Regions from separate parts of the Mus musculus genome. Here regions 2, 3, 4 and 5 are each linked to region 1. Evidence: chromatin contacts called from public Hi-C and HiChIP or PLAC-seq data. All regions are on one chromosome and are shown on one strand. Each heading gives the region's core, a stretch centred on a gene start, on an enhancer-like site or on the middle of the called end of the contact. The rest is flanking DNA. Distances are from core to core; before and after follow the strand shown.

Region 1 (5,457 bases), core at 2,202-4,701:
TACCCCACACCAGTTGAAATATAATCAAACAAAGAGAGAAGGGGTGAGTGTTCATAGTCAATCCCTCTGGCATAGCGAGCAAACTATAAGATTGGACCATCATTGTCTTGACACTGCCTCCTCAAAAGCTATGAAAGAGTCTGGAACTTTCTATCAATAGATGAGTTGGGATGAATCAGTCAGGATGGCTATCCTAGGCCTTCATTTTTGCAAGAATGAATCCTTTCTTACTCAACCCTTCTGTCACCAATCTGGTCCAATAACTAACTAGCAGTTACTGGAGTCAGACTTCCCAGATCCCAGGGCACCCTGCATCCATTGCCTTTGTACTTGTGACGAAGGCCATAAACCTATACAGGGGGCCACGTTGTATAAACAACCCACTAAGTATACATCATCCTACTGCACCTTACACGCCCTTCATGAGATAGGCTATTCTGCAGGAGGACAAACAATCTAAAGAAGGGTTCCCTCGTGCTTCCACAGATCATCCGTCAACACTATGGTTTCAACCCAGATCCTTGGACTCTGGGGCCAGTGTTGCTTCCCCTGGGTCACATATGTTCCTTGGCATTTTGTCCAGTCTTCAAAGCTACCTGGTAAAGTAGATATTGGCATTATATAACATCTCTTTTCTCTGGAGACCAGGGCTCAGTGGGAGGGGTCAAGCTATCAAACCATTCCTGAGTTGTGGTGATCTGGTCAGGGAGCTAACCAGAACACTTCAGAGTGTGGAGCTACAGAGACTGTCCACCCCAAGCACTGCCTTTGTGACAGTGCTTCGTAAGATCCAGGCCTTCACTGCACAACTGTCAAACCCAGCCACCAAGGGCCAGAGACATCCCAGCAGAGGCCCAGCAAGCTGCGCTCTGATGTACCAAACACACAAATACCAATGTTCCCCAGATGTTCTCCATGTAAAACATTTGGTTTGAGACATAGCTCTTCTCTCCCCTCAAACGCTTACATTTGTTTAATGGACTCATACAGTTGGGCTAAAACATCCTGGAGCAGACATCTGAAGCCAGCCTGTCTCTGATGTGAACACCCCATCTGCAGAGAAGATGAAGAAGTAAATAAGACAGTTCATCCCAAGAGCTGGGCTCTAAGCAGGTCATAAAATGTAAGCTATGTGCTGATAATCAGGCGAGTTGCTTTCAAGGGTGTTTCTGAGTCCATTTCAGAATTAATCTAAGACTTATGTTCCAGCAGAGACTGGCTGGGCAAGCTAAAGGGAATAAAGTCTGCTTCCTACTCCCTCTAAACAACAGCAGTTCAAAATTCTGTCACTTGAGCAACCAGGATGATGGAAGTAGGGAAGGACTATTTTTTCTGGTTTCAATTTTCCAAACAACCATGACTCCTTAATTACCAAACTACTTATCCCTTAGCCCACAGTGTAAGACACAAGTAACAGATAGAGAATAGGAAATACACGTGATCTTGAGTCATGGGACCCTGGTCAGCAACACGCTAACCAGCTGATGACCCCAGGAGCCTGCTCCCCATAAGTTGGCTCATCCAGTGGTTCAAAAACACCAAACTTCACTAGATTCACTCTCAGGACCGACACAGCTCCAACAACTAAATAAGAATAGAATATATCCCCCCCCAGAAAAGCTCCCCAAAGAAATGCCCCAGTATCCATGCACTGGGACCCTGCAGACAACAGATTTCTCATTTAATGTCATTCCAAAAAGTTTAGTCACAGCCAACAATGTAGAGAAGCTGGAAAAATGGGATCAGAAACAGCATTTCTGACAGAATCAAGACATGGCGACTACAGGAATAGGGAGATGTCCGGTGAGTAAAGCATTTTCCACACAAGCGTGAAGAAGACCTGGGCTCAGAGCCCTAGAACCCACGTAAAAAGCTGGGCACAGTGGTTTTGAATTTATAAGCCCAGGACTGTAGAGGTGGAGACAGGGGGATCCTGGGGCTTGCTGATCAGGCAGCCTAGCCTAGTCTGTGAGTTCTGGGTTCATCAAGAGACACTGTCTCCAAAAGTAAGGAGGAAGAGGAGGAAGAAGAGGAGGAAGAGGAGGGGGGGGGAGTTGGAAGGACAACTTGGAGGTTGAGAGCATATATTGCTTTTGCAGAGGACTGGAATTCTGATCCAGGTACCCATGGCAGGCAGCTCACACACACCTGTAACTCCAGCTCCAGGGGCTGAATGCCTCTGGCCTTCTTGGGTACCTGCACTTGTGTGCACATGCTTATATGCACACAAGAAAGCATTTGACACCAACTTTTGCCTGCACACACACACACACACACACACACACACACACACTCATGTGCGCGTGCATACACGCACATACAAAATACACGGGCAATGCATGTACTACATATGAGTGCACATACAGAGTAAAGCCTACACGTAAAACCTGAGTCGTGTCAACTAACTTCCCTTTTAATCTTTAATTTCTCTGTCCCATGAACGTTCAAGATTTGAGCAGACAATTTCTTTTGATACAAGAAAAGGAGTACAAGTTGATGGAGGGGCCAGATAAACTGTGAATAACAGACAGAAAGATTCCAGAAGGCTACCAAGGACCATTCAGAAGTGAGCTGAAGGCACCAAGGAAAGGGCTCTGGCTCGTTTCCCTGACCAGGCTTCCTCAGTGAATGCCTACAGTTTTGAAGAGACTTAGTTCATCTACAAGTGGGTTCCATCCTCCAGGGAAAACACACATGAACATGCGTGCATCCAGAACTCTCAATTATAGCTCCTTACTATTTCCACATTAAACATCCAGTTTTCTAGTTCCTACATCTCCTTGCCTGCAGCTCGAGGAAAGATGAATGCGCAGGAGCTGTAAGGTTTCTCTGCATTCACTTCTGCTTGGTTAGCATCCAGCCAGGTCAACAGCCTCTGACACTGCAGTCTTCATGCCACGAAACGCAGCCTCCTCTAAGGCCAGGAAATGGTTGTATGATCATCACTTCCCCCTCATAAGGCTAAAAGGCTGGTTTTAGACTTATGTCTACCCCACTGCTGCTAAGAACAAGCAAAGGGCAATGAACTAAGCATCAAACACACACACACACACACACACACACACACACACACACACACTACCACATCCATACAGCCCTGTATACGTTCCAAGCATGCTTATGGTTATTCTTATCAATGTTGCTAACAAACAGATCTACGCAGACATAGGTCTAAGAACATTACCCCAGGCTTCAAACACTAAAACCTCAGAGGAAGATCTCAGAGGGCAAAGTGAGAAGGGGCTGAGAGAAAGGAAGCAGCTGCCACCTCCTTTGAGAGGCCGTTTCAGGACACCCCACTCAAAGAAGTCCCTCCAGACATGCTTCTGTAGCCCCCAGGGAATCGATACTCGCCGGATGGAATTATTTCCCTGAAATAAACAGACAGGCAAAGGTCACTACTTCTGGGGCCTAGAAAGAAAACAAGCCAGCTGCCGAGTTACGGGGCAGCCCATGATGCAACAGGGCAAAGGGTTTGAACCCCTAGGCCCTGTGGAATGGCTTGGACAACTAGATCCCTATGGGGGAAACATGCCGGTAGCATATGGGAGGTTAATCCTTCTAGGAGCAAGACCAGTGTGACCAGACCTAGATGGGCACATCTTCAGGAGTGCAGGCCCCTGAGCTTCGGTGACGCCCACACTACAACTGGTATTTTCCACTCTAGGGACATGGGGGAGCTGTGCACAATGACCTGGGGTCACACCTGCTCAGTCTTTATAAAAGTTATATACCTTGTAAACTAATCAGGGCTGGCACACAGTAGGCCTATAGGAATGTCCTCCGAATGAGTTGTGTTCCTTAGGTACAGAGACAGACCTGTGGGGATGGACAGCTATCCAGAGGCAGCCACTGTAGATCATAATGTCCACATGTGTTATTTCTCTAAACAAGCCCTTCCTAAATATACCTGAACTTGCCTCTAAGCGACTGGAGGAAAGCACGCATCTGGCATTCCAGAGAGTCTGCGTAAATACAGAGGCCGTGAGTGGCAGTACCCCAGAGCTTTGGGATACAGATCCACTCACAAGCAGTCTAAGTGAACAACGGCCTCCCTTTTCCCTGCCTCAGCTCACCCATTTGTCAAACAGGAGCCACGATGCTGTGCAGCACTTAAGGCACCTAAGAGGATGAAATCAGATTGGCTATTTAACGTATTTGGAACATCACGGGCATGCAATCGTGCTTATGTAGTTGTTCTCATTGTCACATTGTGTTAAGATAACGTGGAAAGCGAGGGCAGCTCTTATCCCAAGACAAGAACCAAGCATCACAGCTCACCCTGCATGTTAGAAAACACAGACAGAATAAACCTTGTGCTGGGTCCCTGGGACAGTACTGCACTGTCAAGAAGAGCCAACTGTAGTCTGCTCCCTTCCCCTTCAATCACTTGAGTATACTAGTCAACATGCAAACGCTACTAAGTGTCCCAGAGGTTAACCCAATCCGGCTAACCAGACTCTTGGTGGCAGGGGTAGGGGTGGGGCAGGGGTGTCACAGACAGTCTGTGGACACTCACAGCTGCATCCTGTCGACTGGCTCGTCCCTCCAGATTTAAAATCGCTATCTGAAATAAGCACCATCCCAGAGGCTTACACAGTGCCTGACACACAGGACAAAGTCAAAAATATCAGGTAATTCCAGACAAGGGTAACCCTAGATGTATCTATTGAGTTTTTTTTCAGAAGGTGTGATGCACACACCAAACAATGCTGATACAGGCATTTTCCTGTCCATCTAAAAGCTCATCGAGTATATGCTATTTCCCAGGTCCCCATCTAGACATGATTGGGGCGTGGGTACATCAAAACAGTGGAAGAGATACTTAACAGGCAGTACCGGAAGCTGTGTGGGGTGGCACAGCCTGTCCCTACCTCATTACCAAGCATTAGGCTCTGCCAAACAGAACTACCTGGACTGGTAGATGACTCCAGCCATACAGGGACTACTGGCCACTCAAACTGTGGCTTGTGCAACCAAGAAACTGAATCTATCCCTTGATATCATGGCAATTAATCTTAATAATAGATTAACTAATTAATCTATTATTATCTTCATAATAGCCACAGGTGTCCCTCTTTGACAGTGCTGGTCTGAGGCAGATGAGAAAGAAAGACTAGGAGGGAAAAAAAAGACACGGGCCTCACCGTGAACGAAGATGGTGCACCATGTGCTATCTCGCCCACTTACGGGATGCCCTGATGTTCCCGGGCAGAGCCAGGTGCGAGGCATTGTGCTCTGGCTGGAGTTTTTATAGCCCATGATGACTTGGGAATGGTACTCAGCCCAGCCAAGCCCCAGGGACTGAAGCTGAGAACACCCCACTGTCAGCCAAAGATGACTGAATGAGATCTTTCTCCCGTGTCACGGCCACTGATGGCCATTGTGTCCTTGGGGAGCACATCCCACCGGGCCAGGACACTGGGCAGATTTTATGAGTTTTCTTCGTGTTAAGCC
Region 2 (5,312 bases), core at 2,536-5,035, 260 kb before region 1:
TTGTACTAAGGTCAAATCTAAGTGGATCAAGGAACTTCACATAAAACCAGAGACACTGAAACTTATAGAGGAGAAAGTGGGGAAAAGCCTTGAAGATATGGGTACAGGGGAAAAATTCCTGAACAGAACAGCAATGGCTTGCTCTGTAAGATCGAGAATTGACAAATGGGACCTAATGAAACTCCAAAGTTTCTGCAAGGCAAAAGACACCGTCAATAAGACAAAAAGACCACCAACAGACTGGGAAAGGATCTTTACCTATCCTAAATCAGATAGGGGACTAATATCCAACATATATAAAGAACTCAAGAAGGTGGACTTCAGAAAATCAAATAACCCCATTAAAAAATGGGGCTCAGAACTGAACAAAGAATTCTCACCTGAGGAATACCGAATGGCAGAGAAGCACCTGAAAAAATGCTCAACATCCTTAATCATCAGGGAAATGCAAATCAAAACAACCCTGAGATTCCACCTCACACCAGTCAGAATGGCTAAGATCAAAAATTCAGGTGACAGCAGATGCTGGCGTGGATGTGGAGAAAGAGGAACACTCCTCCATTGTTGGTGGGATTGCAGGCTTGTACAACCACTCTGGAAATCAGTCTGGCGGTTCCTCAGAAAACTGGATATAGTACTACCGGAGGATCCAGCAATACCTCTCCTGGGCATATATCCAGAAGATGCCCCAACTGGTAAGAAGGACACATGCTCCACTATGTTCATAGCAGCCTTATTTATAATAACCAGAAGCTGGAAGGAACCCAGATGCCCCTCAACAGAGGAATGGATACAGAAAATGTGGTACATCTACACAATGGAGTACTACTCAGCTATTAAAAAGAATGAATTTATGAAATTCCTAGCCAAATGGATGGACCTGGAGGGCATCATCCTGAGTGAGGTAACACATTCACAAAGGAACTCACACAATATGTACTCACTGATAAGTGGATATTAGCCCAAAACCTAGGATACCCAAGATATAAGATACAATTTCCTAAACACATGAAACTCAAGAAAAATGAAGACTGAAGTGTGAACACTATGCCCCTCCTTAGAAGTGGGAACAAAACACCCTTGGAAGGAGTTACAGAGACAAAGTTTGGAGCTGAGATAAAAGGATGGACCATGTAGACACTAGCATATCCGGGGATCCATCCCATAATCAGCTTCCAAATGCTGACACCATTGCATACACTAGCAAGATTATGCTGAAAGGACCCTGATATAGCTGTCTCTTGTCAGAGTATGCCTGGGCCTAGCAAACATAGAAGTGGATGCTCACAGTCGGCTCTTGGATGGATCACATGGCCCCCAATGAAGGAGCTAGAGAAAGTACCAAAGAAGCTAAAGGGATCTGCAACCCTATAGGTGGAACAACATTATGAACTAACCAGTACCCCGGAGCTCTTGACTCTAGCTGCATATGCATCAAAAGATGGCCTAGTCGGCCATCACTCGAAAGAGAGGCTCATTGGACACGCAAACTTTATATGCCCCAGTACAGGGGAACGCCAGGGCCATAAAAGGGGAGTGGGTGGGTAGGGGAGAGGGGGTGGGTGGCTATGGGGGACTTTTGGTATAGCATTGCAAATGTAAATGAGCGAAATACCTAATAAAAAATGGAAAAAAAAAAAAAAGAAAGTAGCTAGGGGTAATAGCAAGCTCAGGGTTCTTTTTTCTTAAGAGAGGTTCCTGCTGCCGGTCAACATCAAAGTTGCTTTGTCAACAGATGTGTAGCTGCCAGGGCCTCTTATAGCAGAGCATTGTAAACAGATGGACTGGCTCACCTTGGGCCTCCTGGAGCAGAATACCATGGAGGAGTAGAGTCAAGACTGCAAGAACTTTGCTGTCTGGTCCAGGTAGAAGTCCCTTGTCCTACAAGGCCCAACATCAAACATGGTGTTCAAGGAGAATGGCTTTCCCTTGGTTGATAAGGAGGAAGGGCTCAAAGCGTTCTTCTGCTCCATTAGCAACCCAGGGCCTCTTCAGAAAGTAAAGTTTCCCGTCTGTTAATATTTACTCTGTCTGCTGCCCTCCACAGAAGAAGGGGAAATTTCTCCCCTGTCAAGCTAATGTTTGCACACAGGGTCTACCAGCTCCCTCGGGGTGATGGGAAATCCATTCCAGTTAACCTGTGCCCTTAATGAGGTGGCGGCTTTCTCCCCACATCCCATCCATCAGGAATAACAGTGGCAAGAACCCATGCTTGAAATGATTCTCCTGGAAACTCCGGGAAAAGAAGAACAGATGCTCAAAGGATATAACCTAACCTCAGAGAGTGACATGTCTTTGACTTTAGGGGTGACATACTGGGGACAGTACCAGGAACCCAATTAGAGGAGAGCTGGCAAGTATGAAGCCATTTGTAGGGATCTAGCACTCTTCAGACCACAGGACACTTACTGGCCCATTATATTTGGTTCACAGTTAATTGCTAGCACACCCAGGGCGATTAGTTAAATTACAACAAATTCTTCAGTTTAATTAAAAGAAATTGAGGTTCAATGTGCTAGGCTGAGGCATGGACCAGAGGGCCTGCATTCCTGAGAGGTGGCTGGTGCTGCCCCAAGGAGATCTGTGTTTGCAACCAAGGAATCTGTCTACCCTAATGGGGCTTCTATTGTCTTTGCACAGCTACCTAGAACAGAGACACTGAAAACCATTTGCTGGGCCAAGAGAAAAAACGAGTCTGCTTACTAGCTGTGCTGGTCACAGAGCTCTGGGGCTATGGCCCAGTCTGAGAAGGAAAAAGGAAGTCAAGTCTCATGTGAATTCAGGCCCTACAGCCACTCCTAAGCATCTGTCCGGGCCTCCTGTAGACCAGCATAGCCTTCTTTTGATTGAGTTCCTCTGTAAGGGGAGTCCACTCCCCAGAGGACACAGGGATGAGACATCCAGTTTGTTGCTGATGTTTTAACAAATGGCTACAAATTTATGGACTTTACTTATTTTTATTTAGGGGTGTGTGTGTGTGTGTGTGTGTGTGTGTGTGTGTGTGTGTGTGTGTGTTATGCTTTGAGATAGGGTTGCTCAGTAAACCTGGAGTTTATCACTTTGCTAGATTGACTGGCCAGTGAATCTAGAGCTACCTTCTTCCCTATTCTTGCTCAATGCTGGGATTACAAGCAAAAATGGTCATATCTGACTTTTTTTTCAGATTATTTGTGTGTGTGTGTGTGTGTGTGTGTGTGTGTGTGTTATGCTTTGAGATAGGGTTGCTCAGTAAACCTGGAGTTTATCACTTTGCTAGATTGACTGGCCAGTGAATCTAGAGCTACCTTCTTCCCTATTCTTGCTCAATGCTGGGATTACAAGCAAAAATGGTCATATCTGACTTTTTTTTCAGATTATTTGTGTGTGTGTGTGTGTGTGTGTGTGTGTGTGTGTGTGTGAATGTACAGTATGTGTGTGGGAAGGGCTCTCATATCTCTTGAAGCTAAAGCTACAAGTGTCTGTGAGCAGCCTGATGTAGGTGCTGGGAAGCTCATCTCCTGGAAGAGTAGAAAATATTCTCAGCCCCTGTGCTGTCTATCCAGTTCCTGGCCTAATTTTTCACCCTGAAGATACCAGGGATTCATAATCATGCTTTATGCTTGTACAATAAGGACTTTATCCACTGAGCCATCCCCACTTACAGGTTTTAAAGACACAAATTAATCTAACCTGCTCTGATGGTCAGAAATTCAAATGAGTTTTCCAGGGTTCAGTCTTTTCATGCAGCTCTGAGGGTCAGGACCTAGAGGCAGCTCAGAGATGACTCCACTTTAGGTTTTCACATCCGGTCCCTGCCAAGGTCTCCATGCTCTTTCACGTGACTGCTATCTGGAGACCTCAGTTCCTCAAAGGGCTGCCCATGGGACATGCAGCTGGCCTTTTAGAAGGAGGAAGGAAAAGGGGATGAAGGAAAGAGGGTAGCATAGCAAAACGGCCCAGACTGGCCAACACTTTACTTTCTCAGTTCTGGAAGCTAGAGACCAAGACGGCAGCCCTCAGAAACTGTCCTTTGACAACACAGAGATGAGTGAGGCTCTGGACTTGCTGGCAACATGTCTGCCTCCTTACTGTGTCGGGCATAAATGTCCAGGTTTCCTCTTCTCATAAGGATACCAGGCACAAAGGCTTGGAAACCACCTTGATGGCTTGACTTTACCCCCTGTAAATACCTTATTTCCAGATACATTTCTTGAGGTAGCTGGGGTGTGGATTTTGAGGGGACACAATTTAGGCCACAAAGAAAACCCCAAGAAGGAAAAAGTCTTTTTTTTTTATCACACAGTCTTTGGAGGTGACACACTATCCCTGCAGAACTCCCTTCTCTACAAGTGAGTCCCCAAGTCCAGCCCCTAAGTAAAAGGAGACAGTGAATGTCTGTCCATCATGGGATGCAGTGAAACAGGGCCGTTCTCTCTATCAGGAGGTTCAAGGAGACAGCGGAGTTCTGTCCATCAAGGAGTAAGCATCTAGGAACAGTGGGCATTTAGAAAACAGCTTACCAAAGAGGGAGCACACTTAGCAGAAAATGCACTGCTGAGCTGGCCATGGCTAAATGTGGCTGTTGGACACGGGGTGGGGGGGATCATTCTCTGAGGGATAGACTGCATCTCAGGACTTGCCATGGTCAGAGGGAAGGGAGAGAGTTTGCTCACCAGCTCCTCTCTTCAGGCACTCAGCAGGAAGTGACATGAACTTCCCTGGGGTCTGAGTGACACCAGCAAAGCTCCAGTGGAGTCCATTGGGGATAACAGAGAAGACCAGGCAAGAGTGGCCCATGAGTGGGCAAGGGACCAGGCTCCGTGGCCCCTGCTTAGGGAGGACGGAGGAAGCGGCTCCTGAAGCGTTACAAACAAACAAGCTGAGCATCCAAGGTGCAGATTCGTCCAACAACTGGCCTCTGTCACAACCTTACTGTGCTAACTGCCTAGCGAACTGCCACATCACATCCATGCGGCGAGGGTGTGGACCCCGCAGTTTCTCAGTGCCATCCTCTCCAGCCAGCACGGCTCACTCTGGCGACTAGACTATCGGACTTACCGGGACCTGAGAACATGGGGAGGGAGGGTCGGACAAGGAAGGGGAGGAAAAGGAAAGGCGAGTTCTGGCTGTCCCTGTGTGAGATAACTGTACTCCCGTTGGCAGGACTTGGCTAAGTGAGGCTTCTGTTGGCTCAAAGCTAAATGGGTTTTGGTAAAGTCTGTTTGATCCACCAGAAGAAAATGGAAGGGTGAATCCCATACTGTTCTCTGACACACACTCCTTTTCCCTCCTACCTCCCCACCTCCTTCTTTTTCTACTTCTTCCTCCTCCTC
Region 3 (6,020 bases), core at 2,469-4,968, 480 kb before region 1:
ATGCGTTTACCCTGTGCAATCTAGGGAGGTTTCTTTGCCAGCAAAAATGTCCGTTAACTTTAGGGAAGCATCCAACAAAATGGAGGGAGGGCCCACCACACTGGAGGAATAATAGACAGTTGAGAACTGGAAAGGCAGACATGAGCATGGGCCCTGAGAGGCACAAGCAGATATCTCTATTTCGGGGGCAGACTCACATTACCAGGGGTACAGTCTGCTATGGCAGGGGTGATTTGGTGGATTTGGTTGCTTCATGGCGGTAGAGGATTATGGTGGTGACTAGCCATATCACAGTGGCATACAGGAAGCAGAAGTCTTGGGTCAAAGGTAGGCACAGGCTATGTCACCCTCAGGGCCCACCTATGTCTACAAAATAGACTCTGTGCCTAAAGGGTTTCACAACGTCCCTGAACAGTGGCCCTAGCTCAGGACCAGGTATTCCAACACATGAGCCAGTTCAAAGCCTACATGTAGGCAAAGAGAGATAGTCGGGTGACACAGGCCAGCCTCAATTCAGCTTTTCTATAGAAAACCAGTCAAGCTTTGATAAAACTGCTTTCCTTTTGTACTTTGTCGAAATAACAGATAGACAAGTGCACACATCACCCAATAGCTCTCCAGTCCTTTGAAATTCTACTAACTACTCTCCAGGCTGGCTTTTACAGTGCACAGTGGAGTGAATGTTTGGAAATGCATTCATTTTTATAAGCAATGTTATAAGTACACAACTTGGATTTCATGCCAGATTTTAAGATAGGCATATGTGTGGTATGGATAAGTGTATGGGAATATACAAATCAGTACCCATGAGGGCCAGAGTTCGGTGTTGAGTGACATTTCTCAGCTTCCATCTACTTGGCTTTTTGAGGCAACGCCTCTCTCTTGGCCCTGGATCTCTCCTATTAGACTAGGCTGCTGGACAACAAGCCCTGAGAGTCTTCTGTGCCTATCTTATCAGCATTGAGGTTTCGAGTGCACAATACCCTGCCTAGCACCAACCGAGCCATCGATCTCCCCAGCCCCAATCACACACTTTATCTACTTTATCAGTGTTGACACTGAGTCAGTAGTTGTGTGCACACTACACACACACAATAGTGTGCACATTGGCTATACCTTATTAGGAACCCTCAGAGTCTAGTCTTTCTCATGAGTCTAGGCCTTTTGGATTTTGATGACAGAATCTAAGATTTGGTTTAAGTTCCAATCAGTTTGTAAACTCCTAACACATGGAAGCCCATTGGTGGTTGGCTTTAGGCACAGCTCTATCTTGTGAAATGCTATTAGACCTCTTCCTCTTCCTCCTTCTTCATCTGTCTGACTTTGACTTCCTTTGGGCATTAGACTTAGAGATATTTTACAGGCATTCTCTTTCTAGTAGTAATGGACAAATTGCCACTAGGGGTCCCTTATACACATCATTCCAGCATGGCCTATAGACAAGAGCAGACGAAAACAGTTTCTATTTTTCAGTGCACACTTAAAATATGTATTTTATATATTATTTATTTATTTTTAATATTTTTTTTTAGAAAAAGGCTTGAATTGGGTCTTTTTTCTGTCCCTTACCAACCACTATGTTGAAGGGTGGAGCCTTGTAGCTCATTCTGGACTATTGTCCCAGTTCTGTGCTGGTGAGAGGTGGTAGGGGGGACTACAAGGGGCTTAATGAATTGGATCATGGTGGTTTTAAGTCTACCAGAACCATGTTAAGTGGACGTAGTCATTTCCCAATGTAAAGGCTTCAAGGAAAACTAAAATAGGTACCTGTGTCAATTGTATTTATGCATCCCTGAATTCCAGATTTGGACAAAAATCATGTAAATAAACTCCTTGGTTCTCTCAAATTGAAAAAGAAGGAAACAGACCCAAAAGCTGTAGAAATTTTCAGTGCATAGATAGAACCCGGCCAGGAGGTTCTTGACTCCAGAAACAAACATTCGTCCAGTAGAGGAGTTGGATGAAGAAGTGGTGACAACACAGCATGGTGGGTGTCACCGAGCGAATCAGTAACTGGGGCTTCTGCCACAGATAGGGAGACGGTCGGTGAGGGAATATCAAAGTTAAGCTCTAGCATCTACGTATATCGAGTAAGATAGTGCAAGACTCGGTAACAAGAAAGCTCCCACAATTCCAAGCTCCCACAATTCCAAGCTCCCACACCTTTGTGATTTCTTTCTCTTTACATCTTATTCTCACAATTGTCAATGTGTTTGGTCTGTGGGTGGTCTTCCAGTGATTCAGGGACCCCGACTCCACAAGGACATGGTGTCCTTCAGTTAATAATGAGGATACAAGAAGGAGAAAACACTGACTACTTGACTGCTCTGGCCACTCCCACTCATATTTCCGGATGGGTTTTAGTCCCAGGGCTACGGGACTTGGCGCCAGGTCCAGGCTTGGGAGATCAGGAACTCCATTCTGAACTTGTGAGCGGTTCTGAGGCCTTTCTAAAGCCACCATGCCATCGGAGGCTCTGTACCTACTCTGCCCATAGCCTCTTCTCCATCTGGGTACACATTCTTTTCTTCTACACTCCCAAGCACTGAAAAGTCCGTGTGCTTCTCAGTCCACAGCCCAGCCCCACCCTGCTCTGGCTCTTAGTTAACGGTCAGATTCTTCACTGTGCTTTTCTTCCATCAACAGTTTTGCGCTATCAGCGCCAGCTGCCATTGGGGAGTCCATCACATTCAAATCTAAAGAAGTCACACCTGCTGCGCCCAAGCTGTTTATCTCAGTAACCCACCCACAGTTCGAAGTACAAACGGGGGACTATTTATTTTCCCTCCTGACATCCATAAGGCTGTTAAAAGTCTGAGCGTGCTGGTAGTTTACATGAAGCCAACTCTAATTACATACTAAAGCGCCATAAAAGGAAGACCAGGGCCTCATTAGCTAGGGACCCATTTTACATTTTTCTCCTCTGACCAAACTGTTTAAAAATGAGGGGTGCTATCTCACTCCAGCCAGTCATAAATTTCGGGGTTGTCAAAATGCCCTTGCTGAATTCCAGGGTTTCTCCTGCTTTTGAATGTTCCACGTGTCCGCCCTGGCTATAGAAAGGGGACATTATAGTCCCTTGACATTCCCCCATGTGGATGGAAATCTGTGCCTCACACACTCAGAACAAGCCTGGGATACCACTTGGGGCTCCTGACTTTTATGTCTTAAGATTCATCCAGAATACTTGTATTGCTCTTTGAAGATGGTTTCCTGGGCATTCATAGCATGGTCACTTGTGTCCTTTGATATTCAGTATCTCAGTATCCACCAATACAACATGAATGCCCATCACCTTTTAACTTCCCCCTGGCACCAGGACAGAGCACAAGGCTCCATCCCATGTCACACATTGTGCCTGAGGACTTCCAAGCTGCAAAGTGTCTCTTCTGATCCCACCTTCTGCTTCAGCGCCTCTTTCATTTGGCCAGCACCTCCTCACCTATTGACAGTTTTCTCATCTTTGCCAACACTGCCGTTGTTTAGGGCAGATCTACTGGTTGCACCAGGAAGGGAGCTAGTTTACAGTTGCAGAGTTTAGAAAGAATAATAATTGTACCCCAATGTCAAACTGTTTGCCACCAGGTCCTGTAGCAAGTCCCCTCCCCAAGTCCCCTTTGGCTTCTGGCCCATCTCTTCCCCTTAATGAGAACCCAACCAGATGAGGAACTGAAGGGTAAAGGAAGCCTTCGCCTCTGCCCTCTTCCTTCCTCATTTCTAATCAGGGTGTAGACTTCTCTGTCTCACATGCTGATGTTCCTGACTGTGCGAACGAGGCACGTCTGATACCCAATGTATGAACAGCACACACCAGTCACCGGGCTAGGCTTTTCGCCTAATAACTCACCCCGGCTTCACACTAATACCAGGGGGTAGATTTAGTTGTTATCTTTATCCAGAGACAAGGAAAGCTCCGGAGGAAAGATGGAAGTCAGTTCTCCTGGAAGTGATCCTGTCTGTGCTGATAAACAGCAGGCCATGGGACCACAGACACCAGGCTTCATCCTGCCTCCCAGATAATGGGGTGTGTAGAGGCATTAGTTACACTACAGCCAGCAAGTGCCAGTTCAGGCTGCATTTCTCTGACAGGGGCAATCCCAGCTTTCATTTGATCAGTGGAATAATTGCAGGCGGGCAGACTGAAAAGGCAAACCTGCTGGATTCAAGGCACCCAGACGGGCTTGTCTTCCCTGAGCCCTGACTGTTGTACCACTGCCTTGGTTTCTGAAGATTACTCTGTCTTTCTGCTTTTACAACCTCAGGATGTCACTAAACTGAGTTCCTGGTTCATGGAGTAAGATTCTGTGGACTTGGAGGGACAGAAGAGGAGCAGCAGATACTGTAGCTTCAGGATAGGCTACAGGCTCACTGTGAGACCCTGGGCAAGTGCTTTCAGCTCTCTGGTCTTCACTGGTCCGTAGGGCATTTGTTTATTTACCCCAGTGAAAGGGAGGGAGGTGAAGGAGAGGGAATCAGAGAGGAGTAGTAAGAAAGTCGTGACTCTGACTTGGAGAGCTTGTATCCTGGCACGTGGGGAAACTAGGGGCCAGTAGATCACTTGATTTATCCAAAGTGAATGAAAGAATGAGCAAACAAAAATGTGTGTGTGTGTGTCTGTATGTGTGTATGTCTATGTGTGTGTATATGTCTGTGTGTTTGTGTATGTGTGTACCTTTGATTAATGGATGTCAACTATAGTCTCTTACCTGTGAAATAGTGTCACAGGCCACAGCTCACATGTGGAAGTCACAGGACAACCTGTCGGAGTCTGCACTTGCCTTCCTGCACATGGGCTGCATGCGTCGGTAGCAAGTGCCTCTCCCCTCTGAGCCCTCTTGCGGCTCATCAGCTTCTGTGAAAGGAGGGAGACTAGACCCAGAACCCACTTCCAAGGTTCTGAATGAGGAGTCAGGAGAAAAGAGCTCCCAAGAAGCATTTGGCTACCAGTGCTCAGCCACGGATGAAGGGTAGCTGTGTTTATAGATGCCACTTCCACGTGCTAGGTGCTATCACGAATTCAGAGCACTTACCAGAAAAGAGAGGACACAGGTCCTGTCCCATTGCGTCTTTGTCCTCTGCAGAGAGATGTAGGTAGCATTGCATACACAGGCATGGAAGGATGCTCTGCTGTTATAAAGAACAAGGCCAGGCTTAGGAAATCATCTGCTCCTTTTACCTTCAAATAGCCAAGAGCCACAGGTTTCCTGCTAAGTGAGGTCCCTGGAACAAGGCCTTGTGGCCACCTCCTGAATGGAAGGCCTGGAATAATGTATAGATCAGAGTGTTATTACTTAGGAGTCAGTCACCTTGGTTTTTTGAGACAGAGTCTCTTACTGGCCAGGGATTAGCCAAGTAGGGTAAGCTGGTTGAAAGCTTCAGGGATCTGCCTGCCTCTGCTTCTCCATCTCTGGGATTATGTCTGCACACTGTGTCTGACATTTATGTGGGTGCAGAGATCTAGGTCAGGAACTCGTGGTTGTGTAGCAGCACTTGGCCAACCTAACCAGCCCTACAGCTGGCGTATTTCAGGTATCACCCAGTTTCATCCATGAGGAAGTGTGCGGACATCTCCTTTATTCTTAGGCATGCATGACATGCCAATGTTTTGGAGGCACCGTTTGTCTCCATGTCCACTGATGATCATTTGTGGTCCTACCTTGTGGCTACTCTTGCTGGTTCTGCCGTCTAAGAGTGTCCAGCTATCATCTTCATGTGCCCTGGGCCTTTCCTCTAGACTTGTATGTTTATTTATTATTCCCTTTGTCTAGTAAACGGAGCTACCTGAGACCTGGTGTGAGTGTGGGTGTCTGTCTGTTTGTCTCTATGCGTATGTGCACACCTCTCTGCTCTGTTAACTGTGACATACTGACTGCTTTCTGCAACATCCCTTACAGGGTGACAGCAGCCCAGATTTCTAAGCCTGTCTAAGTGTGGCTGTGAGCAGAGGACTTAACTGCTCTGTGTCTGTTTCCTCACCTGTAGAATGGGCTACTAGAAGGAATATATATGGTAAAGGTCTC
Region 4 (5,919 bases), core at 315-2,814, 360 kb before region 1:
GGAACCACCAGACTGACTTCCAGAGTAGATGACCCAGCTTACAGTCCAACCAGCAATTTCTCACCTTCTTTTCTGGATTATTCTGAGTCTCTTGCCTTCCTCAGGCTATGCCTCCAGGTGTCTTAAACTCAGCCCTCAGCCCATTATAGCTAACGGGTGAACTACTACTTTAGCAGGGACAATCCTACAGAAACCGTGGTCACCTCCCTTGGGACCCTGCACCCCTTACCTAGATGCCCTTTTGTTGGCTGCTGTCATACCCTACTCTGCTGGGGATACTCTTGGTTAACATTTGCCTTTTACTATCAGGCATTCGATGACTTTTGGGACTTCATCTGCTGTCTCCTGTTTAAAGCTGTGGGACATTCAAACATTGTCAAAGACCTTGTGCATGCTCCTAGAGGTCAATGACAGGCTGAGTAAGTTCTAACTCTGTCTCTATTCCAACACAGGGGAGAGAAGGCACCAGATATCAAGGCTAAAAGGGCTTCATCCAGGGGAAGAGGTGACTGGGTTTGCTGAGCTTCTAATCAGTGCCCGTCTGTTAGAGGAAGACTAGAGCAAGTGCTGCCAGCCATGACTGCGGGGAACAGTGGGAAACAATTTTCAGTCACTTTCCCCCAAAGCTTCAGGACTATTTATTCTCAATTCTTTCTTCTCTGCCTTTAGTTTTGAACAAGTGTGGCTTGGGGGCACATATCCCTGAATCCATCACTTTGATGGTTTATTGCACATTAAGTAGCATAGAATTGAAGTCTGGGGCTAGGTCAGGCCCATTTTGGGTCCTCTTTTCTTCCTTTGTACCCTCACAGTGGGAGGGGGACCTGCCTAGCTGTGCTTGGCCAAGTTAAAATGAGGAGACCAGATGGTCAGAAAGAAAGGAATTTGGGTCCAGGTTCAGAAAAGGGAAAGCTCTGTGTGTGTGTGTGTGTGTGTGTGTGTGTGTGTTTATGTGTGTATGTGTATTTGTGTGTGTGTGTGTGTGCGTGTGCGCGTGTGCGTGTGCGTGTGCGTGTGTGTGTGTGTGTGTTGTAGGGTGAGGCAAGACTTCTGCATGGCTTTTGAGCAGAGATCAGACCATTCAGTCCTGAGGTGCATTTCTGAATGGCAGCAATCCCCTGCAGGGGTGTGCAGGGCGAGTGCATCCTTCTGTTTTAATCCCCCAGGACTTGGTGCCAAACCTCAAAATCATTTTTTTCTGTGCTGGGGTTTTAATTATATGTGGCTTTTAGTTTTGAGAACCAGAGCACACTGATTTATGTTAAACGACAAGGGGAAAAAAATCAGGGAGGTGAAGCAGTGGCTTTGGGCATTGGCTTTCAGCAGGAAATGTTAGGAAGAAAGAAAACAAGTTGTAAGGTCTGGGGAAGTAAGTTTCAATTGGAAGACAATTCTGGAGGAGACCCCCCACTCCCTCCACAAAAAGGCTGGGGCTACAGAATTTAGCCTGTTAGGCACGGAGTTGAAAGGAGCTGTCCCTGCCTCTTTGGCACTGTTGGAGAGTCAGCAGACAGGAAGGGGGCAGGAAGTCAGACAGCACTAGGTGGCAGGGATCCAGGCAGGAAGCAGGCTGGGTGTGAACAAGTGTCTTCATGGCAGGGACAGATGGGGACGGAGCCTTCAGAGCAAAGCTGACGAGAAATGAACAACTGGGACTCTTTTGTCTTCCTCTAAGCCTTGCCTCATGGCTGGGGCTGGTGGCGTTATCTCTATGCATGGCCTCTGTTCGTCGGACTCATGGTTTCAATGTGACCTCCCTGGCACAAGCACAAGACACTGCAGGGAGAAGCAGAGTGACAGCCAGCCAGGCTGGCTGGATGTTTTCAGATTTATTCTGACTCTCTCTAGCATGGCAGGGTCCCCCAGTCCCAATGGGGCACACATGTCACTGAGACAATACACATTGTCACATCAGCTGTCCTCAGCTGAGTTTGCTTACAGCTAGCTCTGTGCTGTAGGTGTGCAATGAGGTCTGCTTACCGCCACAAGCAGAAGAGGACGGGAGTCTGGGAGGCTGGATGACTGGTGGCTCAAATCCCTCAGCTAGTGATTTATAAAACTGACATTGCAGTGGGCAAAGCACTTTGGGACACACATGCAATGAATAGCGTTAAAATCCCCAGCTCTTACATAAACGTTGGGTGAGCATGGAAGCCTACCTATATCCCAATACTGGGGGGAGGTCAGGACAGAGAAATCTCAGGGACAAACTGCTAGATAGTCTAGCAGAATTGGTAGATAGGAGACCTTGCTTCAGTAAGTAGTGAGGAAAGATAGAGGGAGACAGTGATATTAATTTCTGAACTCCACACATATGCACTTATGCACATCCATACGCATGTGTCCACACACCCATGAACACATGTATATATCACACATACACAAGCAAAATGATGATGATGATGATGATGGCAACCACCAGCAACAAGACTGAGCCTGAAGCTTGTCTCTCTGTCCACATATTACCTTCGCAGCATGGTGTTTATGCAAGTTTGTTATCTTTCCTAAGTGAATGAGAACTTTGTTGATGCCCTTGGGGAGGGACTGGAGAACCATCGCTATAGGACCCTCCTTCTCCCTCGTATGTCTGAGCTAAAAAGGGGACAGGACAAATACATAGATTGTATCTCTATGTATATCCCCTCTAGTATGCTTACCTGAGTATTTAGACTCATGCGCACATCCTTGGAGTGTTGTTGGAGGCTTCTGGAAGCACATCTCTTTGGATTTTAAAAGACTTTAAAAACTGACTCATTGGCTTGGCTGTGGAAGCTATTCTGCATCAGAGAAACTACATACAGATTTGGGCCAAAGGATACATTTGGCTGGAGAGAAGGGATTTGGTATAAGATTTGAACAGTTGTTGTCAGCAGAGAAATTAAACAGCCTAGGGAAACCTCCTAACGATGATTTTTTTCTGCTTAGATAATATTACTTTTCAGGCGCCTTCTAGCTGGAATCTAGATCCAGAGAGCTGTCTGGAAAAATTTACCCCGACATCCTTTGGCTTCCTTAGCACCGTGCATGTTGGATTGTGAATAGCTGGGCTTTTGGAAGTTAGGAAAAGCCTCTGAATATGGATGACCCCATACAAATTAAGGATTCTGGGTAGTTAATCTTGGCATCAACTTGATAGAATTTAGAGTCGCCATGGAAACAAATCTCTGGGCCTAGGTATACTAGAGGTTTTCTAGATTAGGTTAATGCAAGTAAGGGGACTACCCTAAATGTGGGTGGTACCATACCGTGGGAGAAAGAAGCTGAATGCAAGCAGTCTTTGCTTTTTGACTGGACACAATGTGACCAAGCAGCCACCTCCTGTTCTTGTTGCTGTGTCTCCCTGACAGGATGGACTGTGTCCCAGGAACTGTAACCCAGAACAAACCCTTCTTTCCTACATTAAGACTCTTGTCAAACTCAGAAATCTGCCTGCCTCTGCCTCCCGAGTGCTGGGATTAAAGGCGTGCGCCACCGTGCCCAACTAGTCAAGTATTTTTGTTATAGCGATGAGACATATAACTAATACCGATGCTGAGGAAGCAGAGGAAAGACGCACAGGCCCCTGAGATGAGGTCCCCTTGGGACCTTGGGCTTCCTTATCTTTTGTTCTAGATGTAGACAAATGCTTTATGGAGACCTCGGGATCAGAAGAGAGCATCCTAATTTCTCTTTGGGAAGCCACCTTCTCCAGTGTCTACAGATTTGGCCTGAGCCATTGCTAGGTTCTCAGCCACTCCTTCATGTAGTTGGTCCTTATTGGACTACCCAGCACAAATCATGTGAGCTAATATAAGAGGTCTGCTCTGTGCTAAGTACTCATTCTATTTATTCTCTTCCCTTAGAGAAATCGCAGCTAATCTCAAGTATAGCAGCTTCTGTCTGCCCTCCAGCCCACCAAGTGGACAAAAACCCATTTCTTGAGCTGTGGTTTTCAAAAACACGCACATGTGACACCAGGAGGCAGGAACAATGGCAGAGACAGACTATAGGGTAGGGATCTATTTTCAGGCTGAGTGAAGGAGAAAAGTGAGTGTAGGGAGAAAAGCTGTATGTTCAAGACTTTTTCTAGCTAAACACAAAATTTCTATTGCCGTTTTTTTTTTATCCTTACGATAAAAGCAGGCTTAGAAACCTATATCCTTGATGTCATGTTCAGAGAACATTTACAACTTTAAAACATAGTATATATGTTCAGTCTGGGAAGGCTTGGAAACCTATCCAGGCTTTGCCTTTACAAGTTGGCTTCTGTACCTTTGGTGTGGAGTTCATGTCCTTTGACAATGGCAGAGCATGCTGCAAAACAGGCCAGCTAGTTTTCCAGTAGAGAAAGAAAAGGTAGCCAGCAGGGAAGGCGAATCACATAGCTTTGAGGTTGTATATCTGCCAACCAGACCTAACCAGAAATATAAGTGCCTTTGCCAAGGCTGGAAGCAAGAAGGGTCACAGGTCACTTGTGGCCATTCAGAAGGGACCAAGTTCATGGTCCACCTATGACTTTATTTTGGGTTTTTGGATGGCTGGTCATCGTCTCTGCTTTGCACGTGCTGGACATGATTGGTGTCCTTCAGAATGCTAGAAGATCCAAAGCAGAAGGATAAATACTGGAATCTTTAGTGAGAACAATGTTTAAGAGAATCAGATTTTAAGGCCCGGAAGGATTCTGCTTCTTTCTGCCTCCTCTTTCAGCCCCCAGGGAAGGCTGCTGTGTTCTACATTCCCACGGCTGACACCTTTGGCCTTACTCTGCAGACCCAGGAGCCTGCTCCTGTTTTCTCAAAGCCACAGGTGACTGAATCTATCATAATGATTTTGTAATTTTATCCACATTGTGGGTTGTATTAGTCAGGAGGGGACAATCAGGGGAGTAGAGCTGGAAGGAAATCATGGGGATTAGCTATTCCACAAACATGGAAGAAAGTAGGAATCGGAAGGAATGGGAAGTGAGTGGAAATAGGAATAAGGAGTTACTACCCAGCCCTTCTAAAACAAGGACATTCATTTATTCATTGAGTCTTTGTGATGGACAACAATAGGGAGGGATACTAGGTCATCCAGGGATCTACAGAAAGGTGATTACTCAGGTAGCTACTGGTCTCTAAGTCCATGGATGAAATTCTGGCTGTTCACCAGGTTAGCACTCAAGAAAAAGACCAGACAAATAGCAAGGAAGAGCAAACTCTAATTCATCGGGGATATTTGTTCAGCACTGCATGTAATTGTGATGGTGACCTGCTGAGAGGGATGGGCTTGTCTTGACTTCTGCCTCTGAAATCTTGAACAGGTTCCGCTTTGGTCCAGCTCTGAAGTGGAGCTAGGCTGTTGAAGAGGGAAGGAGACAGGAGCCTGTGAATGTTTAGAGCACTGTTGAGTGGATAGTCAAGTGTTCCAGGTTAATATCCTTTATTAATTTCGGCATATCCTTTCTTCTTATAATTAAAACTAAAAAAATAGCGTGTGTGTGTGTGTGTGTGTGTGTGTGTGTGTGTGTGTGTGTGTGTGTCTGTGACACACATGTTTACAGGTACCCCTGGAGGCCAAAAGAGGGCGCCAATCTGCTGGATGTGGAGTTTGGAGGCATTGTCAGATGCCTCATGTAAGCCCTGGAAATTGAATTGCGGTTCTCTGAAAGAGCCCTCTTAGTCACTGAGCCATCTTTCCAGCCCCAACAGGGTACATATTTATTTCCCATGTTTAATTTCTAAATAAAGACACAGGAAAACAATCTTGCTTGTGTTTGTCACAATGTGGCTCTCAAACAAGATCAGCCTAGCCCTCTCCTAGACAGAGCACAGGTGTCAGTCCTCTGTCCTCAGGGTGTCACTGCTCCCTGGCACCACACCCCCTTTAAGATCCAATAACTTAACACCAATATGTCAGATGCCACATAGTGACCACATTTTATAGTACACAGTAAATGAC
Region 5 (6,022 bases), core at 1,120-3,619, 300 kb before region 1:
CTTCCATATAATGTGTGCTAACATGTACTTCCTGTTCACTGTTATATGCTTAACCAGCTTAACTCTGCCCATTAGTTAACACTGTTCACCTTGTCTGCTCCTCCAGGGGAAACAACTAGAGGGAGAAGCTGAACTTCAGTGTGGGAGGCAGCCTAAGAGGATGCTGGAAAAATTAGGATATGTACATGATACCATGGACCAATGCAGGACCAGAGGCTGAAGGGTCATGGAATAGGTTTGGGTTGGTGTCCCAGAAGAAATAAGTGTTGGTGGTTAGGATGAGGAATGAGAAGATTCCTGGGTTGTGGAACACACCTTCATGTTTTATTGGGAAAATATAGATGAGCTTCAAGGGTCAAGATGCGCCATCTCTCTGGAGATTGGTGGATATTCCATGTCTCCACTGTGAGTTTTACACTAATGTGAAAGATGGAGGAAGTGTTGGTCAGAGCAGGCCCAATATGACATGGAGTCTAGAGGGCTACCAGCTCTGACATTCAGTTGTACCAAGTTAATTTATCTGAACTCAGTTCAGTTAACAGTAGAGAAAATGATACCTATTCCAGATGTTACTAAGGGCACTAAATGGAATTCTGTAGAGAAAATATTAAGCACAAAGTGCATACAGTGGGTGTTTGATAACTATTCATTTTACTTCATCTGCTTTAATATGAATATTAAGTAGTTTTCTGAGAACCATGAGTTAGAAACTTGGTCCTCAGAGAATCCCTGTTGAGAGATGGTAGAACTTCAACTGGGAGGAACTTAATAGGAGATCTTTAGGTCATTGGAGCTATGCCTTTAAAATATATTATGGGATTGTGGCTTCTTCCTCTTCAATCCCTTTGCTTTCTGCAGATGAGACGAATGGATTTGCTTTAATACATGCTCCCATGATTATATGCAGTCTCATTATAGGCTTAAAACATGGAGCTAGTAGACCATGGACTGAAGCCTCTCAAAGTGTTAGCCAAATGAAACCCTTTCATTTACTATAAATGACTCAGGCATTTTGTTATCATGCTAGAGACTTGGCATCTTTCTTTAAATTGTTTGATAATTCTATCTTTCAGTTGTTTTATATACGAGAGTCTATGTTGCTAAGTTATAAATCTTATCAGGGAAGTCTATGTCTTTTATTAATTTAATTTATTCATTCACTCATTCATTCATCTACCCTTTCATCACATAGAACTTGTCCCAGCTGATATTGTGGAGTTGAGTACTTGGTAGACACAATGAATGGTAAATGCTTATTTACTTTGAAGGCAATCAGTACCTGAGGCTATGTCACAGTCCATTTGCATATCAGAAGAGTGATGCCTGGGAAAGGCCCCCAAGCTTATGACACCATGCAACTCTGGATCAGCTCACAGACAGTTCAAAGCATTCATTCCTGGGCAGGTTCTCCATTCCTCCCTTTGGTTATTGAATACACAGCCTTAACCTCTATCCTGACATCAACCTTCCTTGCCCCTTTCACACTTTTTGAAGAGTAAATAATTCACTCCATTTCATCTATAAATTGATAGGAGTTTTCAGTTGAGAACTAGTTTTCACCAATAACAGCATTTAATCCGTGTCCCCTTGTAAAGTATGTTAATAAAAACAGGAAAAAATCAGGGCACAGTGCATTTAGAATATTGCTCTCTCTGCCCTGTAGAGAACTCACAGTCAACACCTTGATCTTAGACACCTTTCTAGAATTTATTTAACATATGTAAAGGGGTGTGGTGGGTTATGCGCTGTCAGTTCGTGTTTTGTCATTTTAACGTCTACTTTAGATTTCATCAATTTTCTTTTGTGAATTCATCAACAGAAGAAAAAAAATGCATGAAACCAAAGCCAAGGATGGCTGTTTGTGGGACATGAATTCTTTCCTGAAGCTTGTGTTAGCAAGTGTTAATTATACATAGGAGCAGGAGGTATGTGTGCACTTTAAGCCCAGTCATTGCTCTTACACCCTAGCTCCTCCCCACTGGTTCTAATTCCTCTCATTCCCACTTGTAGCTCTTTCTTCCCTTTGGACAGCTCTGAGTTATGCAGAACTTTGCGGTGTCACCTCATGAGAAGTCAGTTAGGGAGATCTTTGCTGAGCAAGCACATCCACCCATGGGCCTTGGGCTGACACAGACTGCAGATGTCCAGGGCTGCAGTGGACATTGCACTATAAGAAAGGAGGAATCACGCCAAGGACATTGTGTTCCGTCTATAATCAAATCCCACTACATGGTGAATTCTTTAATTCAAAAGATCGAATAGGATGGTACTTTAAAAAGAACTACAGCTGGTTAAATTTAAGGACTGACAAAACTCCAGTCTAATAATACCTCCTGGCCCGGGGCCGGCTGCATCCTTCTGCAAAGGAACTGGCTGAGGTTTCAACCACTGTGGGCTTCATCTCAGCCTGACCAGCAATGAGATGCTTTCTTTGAGTTGGCCCTGACAATACCGAACCACCTAATGGAATGAGCAGTTCTGGTGGCATGCCATGGTTGTTTGAGCAGCCCGTACTTGCTGGTGAATTTCAGGCTTATTGTGTAAACCTTGCTATATCTGTGAGTGGTTTGGCCTCAGTCATGAACCCGGCTTTTCTTCCCCATGATTCCACCATATCCATTGGTCGGTCCCCCCCCCCCCCCTTTGGAAGATATTTGCAATGGAACATCCATCTGTCCTCTGGTTGTTTGTCACTTCTATCTCTAGATAGATCCAGGATACTTTGTGGTATTTTCCTTAATTTGAACATAGCTAAGTCCAGTACACCACCTTGTCTCATTCATAAAATAAGTCAACAAACACTCCAGAAAGACCCTTCATGGGCAGAGCCCCCATGTCAAGTATCTCGGGTGGAAGAGTACACAGGGAAATTCTAGGTTCCATGGATTAAAACACTGACCACACAAAGCACCTCCCATATTCCCCCTGTAGATCCTCTGCCCCTCCTGCGAGTATACTTTGATTGCCTCTGGACCCCACACGTAGAATTCTCAAGCTGCCAGCATCCTTGAGGTTTCAAAATTACTAAGAGGGCCAGTTGGAACTGATAAGGTGAGAAATATGGCCAAAGTCATACAGTAAGTAAGAGTCAAAGCCAGAGTGGAGTGCAGGTGAACCATTGGGAGTGTGTGTGTGTGTGTGTGTGTGTGTGTGTGTGTGTGTGTGTGCATGTGTGTGTGTGTACAATGAGATTTAATAGTCTGTGCTTTTATCACTGAACACCCTGCAGGGCTCATACTCAGCCTCAGAGGCCACATACCCAAGGCTTACACTAACAATACCTGGCTTCAAATCCAAGCTCTAGGACGCTTTGCCCTTAGGAAACTTGCAATAATATCTCACAAGTCTTGTGCCAGCTCTGCAGCAGCCTCTCTTTGCAGGCTGTTGTGACAGTTAAACCAAGGTATGGGATGTCGAGCCTCAGTATTTTAGGGCATATATGAAAAACATGTAACCAGTTCTACTATTTTGCTGCTGTCCTTGGTGATACTTTCAAACCATAAAAAAGATTAGTGTAGAGTTTCGAGGCAGGAAGGCACTGATCACATTCCCAATCACTGAAGTACCTAGAAGTAGGCTGGGATGGGATTATAAACACAGTTGAAATGAAAGCCTACAGTTCCTTGGTGCCCCTATGTCAAGCCCCTGTCTCTTGGTCTCTTCTCATTTTCCTGATACCTTGACAGGTTAAGAAGACAGAGGTCTGGGGAAGGGGAGGCCCAGCTGCAAACATATTTATCATGAGTGATTGGCCATTTTCTAATTTTGACTTCCTGAACCTTCTGTGATCTGAAGAACTCAACCAGCATCAGGAAAGCCTCCTTCTAATCCAGCAACCCCGAGGATTTTCTAACATCCTGAGGGGGAAGCTTTCATGGAGTTCACAAAAGCATGCAGTGGGCCTTCCTCGTCTAACCTCCTTCTTCTGTAGAGAGCAGCCACAGGGAGGAAAACTGACTCTGATTGCTGCTCTTCAGAATTTTCTCAGCAGCCATAAAAATGCACTCCAAGTGGCCACATATTTGATCAATTTGCTTTTATCCTTTAATCGAATAAGATTCAGCCTTGCAATCAGAAGGGAAAAACATCTTGCAGAGCATTTTGTTCGTTCGGTGATTCATCCAACAGCAGGCTCACACTTGACAGGATGGGAATAAGGTATTTAGTGCAGAAATAATTTTTATGACCACATCACAAGAGGCTGGAATGGCTTTTAAGGTACATCATATTTTAGTCACAAACACACATAAAGTGTGCTCAGAGGTCTTTGCAGAAGGCCTGAATGGAATGTAAAGATTATATACACTGTTATCAAGAAAGGGAAGCCTTGCTTTTGTTCTTTTCTGGGTATGACCTCTTCTGTTCTTGGTTAGTCTAGTAGACTGAGAAGAGTGTTTTTAGAAGGTAACAAAAAGGTCCATTCAAAATGAAGCCTTAGGACTGCAGATGCTCTAGAGCACCAAGACTGTAGCCACAGAACCATGTGCTGACACTCCAGAGCTGGAAGACAAGGGTCCATCAGAAGGGTCCAGACTCTTAGGAAGCTGAGATGTCTGCAGAACATAAGGACATCCCATGGATCAAACACATGGTCACTGCCTCCCCTTTGTCTGCTGCAGGCTCTGTGCCCTGAGCCCTCTGTGGAGGGAGAAGAACTGCAGCTCTGTTGTGCCATCCCCATTAGGGTTCATGTCATCTTCTTCCCTGCTGTCACATGCTCCAGAGATGTAAGAAGCAGAGAGAAGTAGGAAAGGGGAGGAGAAATGAGAAAGGGAAGAATCAGTTAAAGAGTCTTTAAAGAGGCAGGTGGTGTGGTGGGAGAACATGAGCTTTGGAGCTGGACATGGGGTAAAATCTTACTTCTGTCCTAGCTCCATGAGTGTGGTGTGGGCTCAGGTACCTAACCTACCAGAACTCCTGCTTCCCAGTTGTAAAACAAAAGGAGAATGAATATCTGATACCCTGGGTTATCATATAACCAAGGACAGGTAAAAGCTAAAGCTAGAATTGCCATAGGGTGCCCATCAGAGCACACACATTCATAACTGCCCATCAGAACACACACATTCATAACTACCCATTAGAACACACACATTCATAACTACCCATCAGAGCACACACATTCATAACTACCCATCAGAGCATGCACATTCAATAACTGCCCATCAGAGCACACACATTCAATAACTGCCTATCAGAGCACACACATTCATAACTGCCCATCAGAGCACACACATTCATAACTACCCATCAGAACACACACATTCATAACTGCCCATCAAAGCATGCACATTCAATAACTGTTCATCAGAGCACATACATTCATAGCTGCCCATCAGAGCACACACATTCATAACTGCCCATCAGAGCATGCACATTCAATAACTGCCCATCAGAGCACACACATTCATAACTGCCCATCAGAGCATGCACATTCAAAACTGTCCATCAGAGCACACACATTCAATAACTGTCCATTAGAGCACACACATTCATAACTGCCCATCAGAGCATGCACATTCAAAACTGTCCATCAGAGCACACACATTCATAACTGCCCATCAGAGCACACACATTCAAAACTGTCTATCAGAGCACACACATTCACAACCACTGTGTCTTCTTGCAGGGCCACCAAGCCTAGCACTCACAGAAGCCCATACATCTCAGCACGATTTCTCACCATCTCAAGCATGCTCCCTGTGATGTCACTCACAGCTGCTTCAGGCTCTCTAGTGAGTAGACAGATGTAGCTCGTCTTTCTCTGTCCTCTTCTATACTCTCAGGCTCTTTATGTCTCAAGTGGAAGTTTTACTAGTGACTACATAGAGAGTTTGGTCTTACTTGATAATCCACCTGGACAATCTATCTTTTAAATATTTTATATTTATTATTATCATATTATAAGTACAATATGAATAAATATGTTTAATATATAATATATTTGGGTATTTCTTACAAATGTTTGATGTATTTTGATCATATCCACTTCCTGCTCCCTTTAGCTTTCCTAGATTCCTCA

What was found. Hi-C and Micro-C count contacts between places; a contact is called where the count stands out from the background. HiChIP or PLAC-seq counts read pairs in DNA pulled down with a chosen protein or histone mark.
Region 2: an H3K27ac HiChIP or PLAC-seq map of microglia shows a contact between it and region 1, with 3 times the contacts expected there. The contact joins two enhancer-like sites. A contact is called at or near these places in 18 of 39 promoter capture datasets (the 3T3-L1 cell line, the C10 cell line, the HPC-7 cell line and 10 more), 4 of 15 datasets of contacts at CTCF or cohesin (embryonic stem cells, large pre-B cells, pro-B cells and 1 more), 62 of 484 Hi-C or Micro-C datasets (the 63-12 cell line, the AML12 cell line, B cells and 37 more), 17 of 115 datasets of contacts at active chromatin or transcription factors (astrocytes, differentiating embryonic stem cells, embryonic forebrain and 10 more) and 1 of 9 other capture datasets (embryonic stem cells).
Region 3: an H3K27ac HiChIP or PLAC-seq map of microglia shows a contact between it and region 1, with 6 times the contacts expected there. The contact joins two enhancer-like sites. A contact is called at or near these places in 15 of 39 promoter capture datasets (the 3T3-L1 cell line, 3T3-L1-derived adipocytes, the C10 cell line and 10 more), 1 of 15 datasets of contacts at CTCF or cohesin (pro-B cells), 8 of 484 Hi-C or Micro-C datasets (bone marrow-derived macrophages, cortical neurons, extraembryonic endoderm stem cells and 2 more), 12 of 115 datasets of contacts at active chromatin or transcription factors (double positive thymocytes, embryonic forebrain, embryonic hindbrain and 8 more) and 2 of 9 other capture datasets (embryonic stem cells and macrophages).
Region 4: a contact with region 1 is called in a Hi-C map of bone marrow-derived macrophages, with 22 read pairs. The contact joins two enhancer-like sites. A contact is called at or near these places in 8 of 39 promoter capture datasets (the 3T3-L1 cell line, the C10 cell line, cranial neural crest and 3 more), 3 of 15 datasets of contacts at CTCF or cohesin (embryonic stem cells, large pre-B cells and pro-B cells), 18 of 484 Hi-C or Micro-C datasets (the C2C12 cell line, the C3H10T1/2 cell line, the N1E-115 cell line and 13 more), 15 of 115 datasets of contacts at active chromatin or transcription factors (astrocytes, cardiomyocytes, craniofacial prominence and 11 more) and 2 of 9 other capture datasets (embryonic stem cells and macrophages).
Region 5: an H3K27ac HiChIP or PLAC-seq map of microglia shows a contact between it and region 1, with 11 times the contacts expected there. The contact joins two enhancer-like sites. A contact is called at or near these places in 11 of 39 promoter capture datasets (the 3T3-L1 cell line, the C10 cell line, the HPC-7 cell line and 6 more), 2 of 15 datasets of contacts at CTCF or cohesin (large pre-B cells and pro-B cells), 5 of 484 Hi-C or Micro-C datasets (the CH12 cell line, bone marrow-derived macrophages, immediate neuronal precursor and 2 more), 7 of 115 datasets of contacts at active chromatin or transcription factors (embryonic hindbrain, embryonic limb bud, embryonic stem cells and 3 more) and 1 of 9 other capture datasets (macrophages).

The regions. Positions count from the first base shown.
Region 1 is chr10:84,421,175-84,426,631 of GRCm38.p6, forward strand. All of the region lies in intron 1 of Nuak1 (NUAK family, SNF1-like kinase, 1), which reads right to left. Among named protein-coding and RNA genes, the nearest start is that of Nuak1, 17 kb to the right of the region's middle. Within about 2 kb of position 3,452, at least 32 of the 459 cell types and tissues checked have an H3K27ac peak or open chromatin away from gene starts, as enhancers often do. A contact at or near this core is called in the 63-12 cell line, B cells, the HPC-7 cell line and 4 more, where this site is marked.
Region 2 is chr10:84,160,111-84,165,422 of GRCm38.p6, forward strand. No RefSeq gene overlaps it. Among named protein-coding and RNA genes, the nearest start is that of Gm40727, 52 kb to the left of the region's middle. Within about 2 kb of position 3,786, at least 15 of the 459 cell types and tissues checked have an H3K27ac peak or open chromatin away from gene starts, as enhancers often do. A contact at or near this core is called in the 63-12 cell line, B cells, microglia and 2 more, where this site is marked.
Region 3 is chr10:83,943,008-83,949,027 of GRCm38.p6, forward strand. All of the region lies in intron 2 of Gm34043 (a long non-coding RNA gene), which reads right to left. Among named protein-coding and RNA genes, the nearest start is that of Gm33980, 12 kb to the left of the region's middle. Within about 2 kb of position 3,719, at least 68 of the 459 cell types and tissues checked have an H3K27ac peak or open chromatin away from gene starts, as enhancers often do. A contact at or near this core is called in the HPC-7 cell line, microglia and pro-B cells, where this site is marked.
Region 4 is chr10:84,059,272-84,065,190 of GRCm38.p6, forward strand. The region is part of intron 2 of Gm34184 (predicted gene, 34184); the gene reads right to left. Among named protein-coding and RNA genes, the nearest start is that of Gm34113, 22 kb to the right of the region's middle. Within about 2 kb of position 1,565, at least 103 of the 459 cell types and tissues checked have an H3K27ac peak or open chromatin away from gene starts, as enhancers often do. A contact at or near this core is called in liver and pro-B cells, where this site is marked.
Region 5 is chr10:84,117,997-84,124,018 of GRCm38.p6, forward strand. No RefSeq gene overlaps it. Among named protein-coding and RNA genes, the nearest start is that of Gm40727, 11 kb to the left of the region's middle. Within about 2 kb of position 2,370, at least 2 of the 459 cell types and tissues checked have an H3K27ac peak or open chromatin away from gene starts, as enhancers often do. A contact at or near this core is called in microglia, where this site is marked.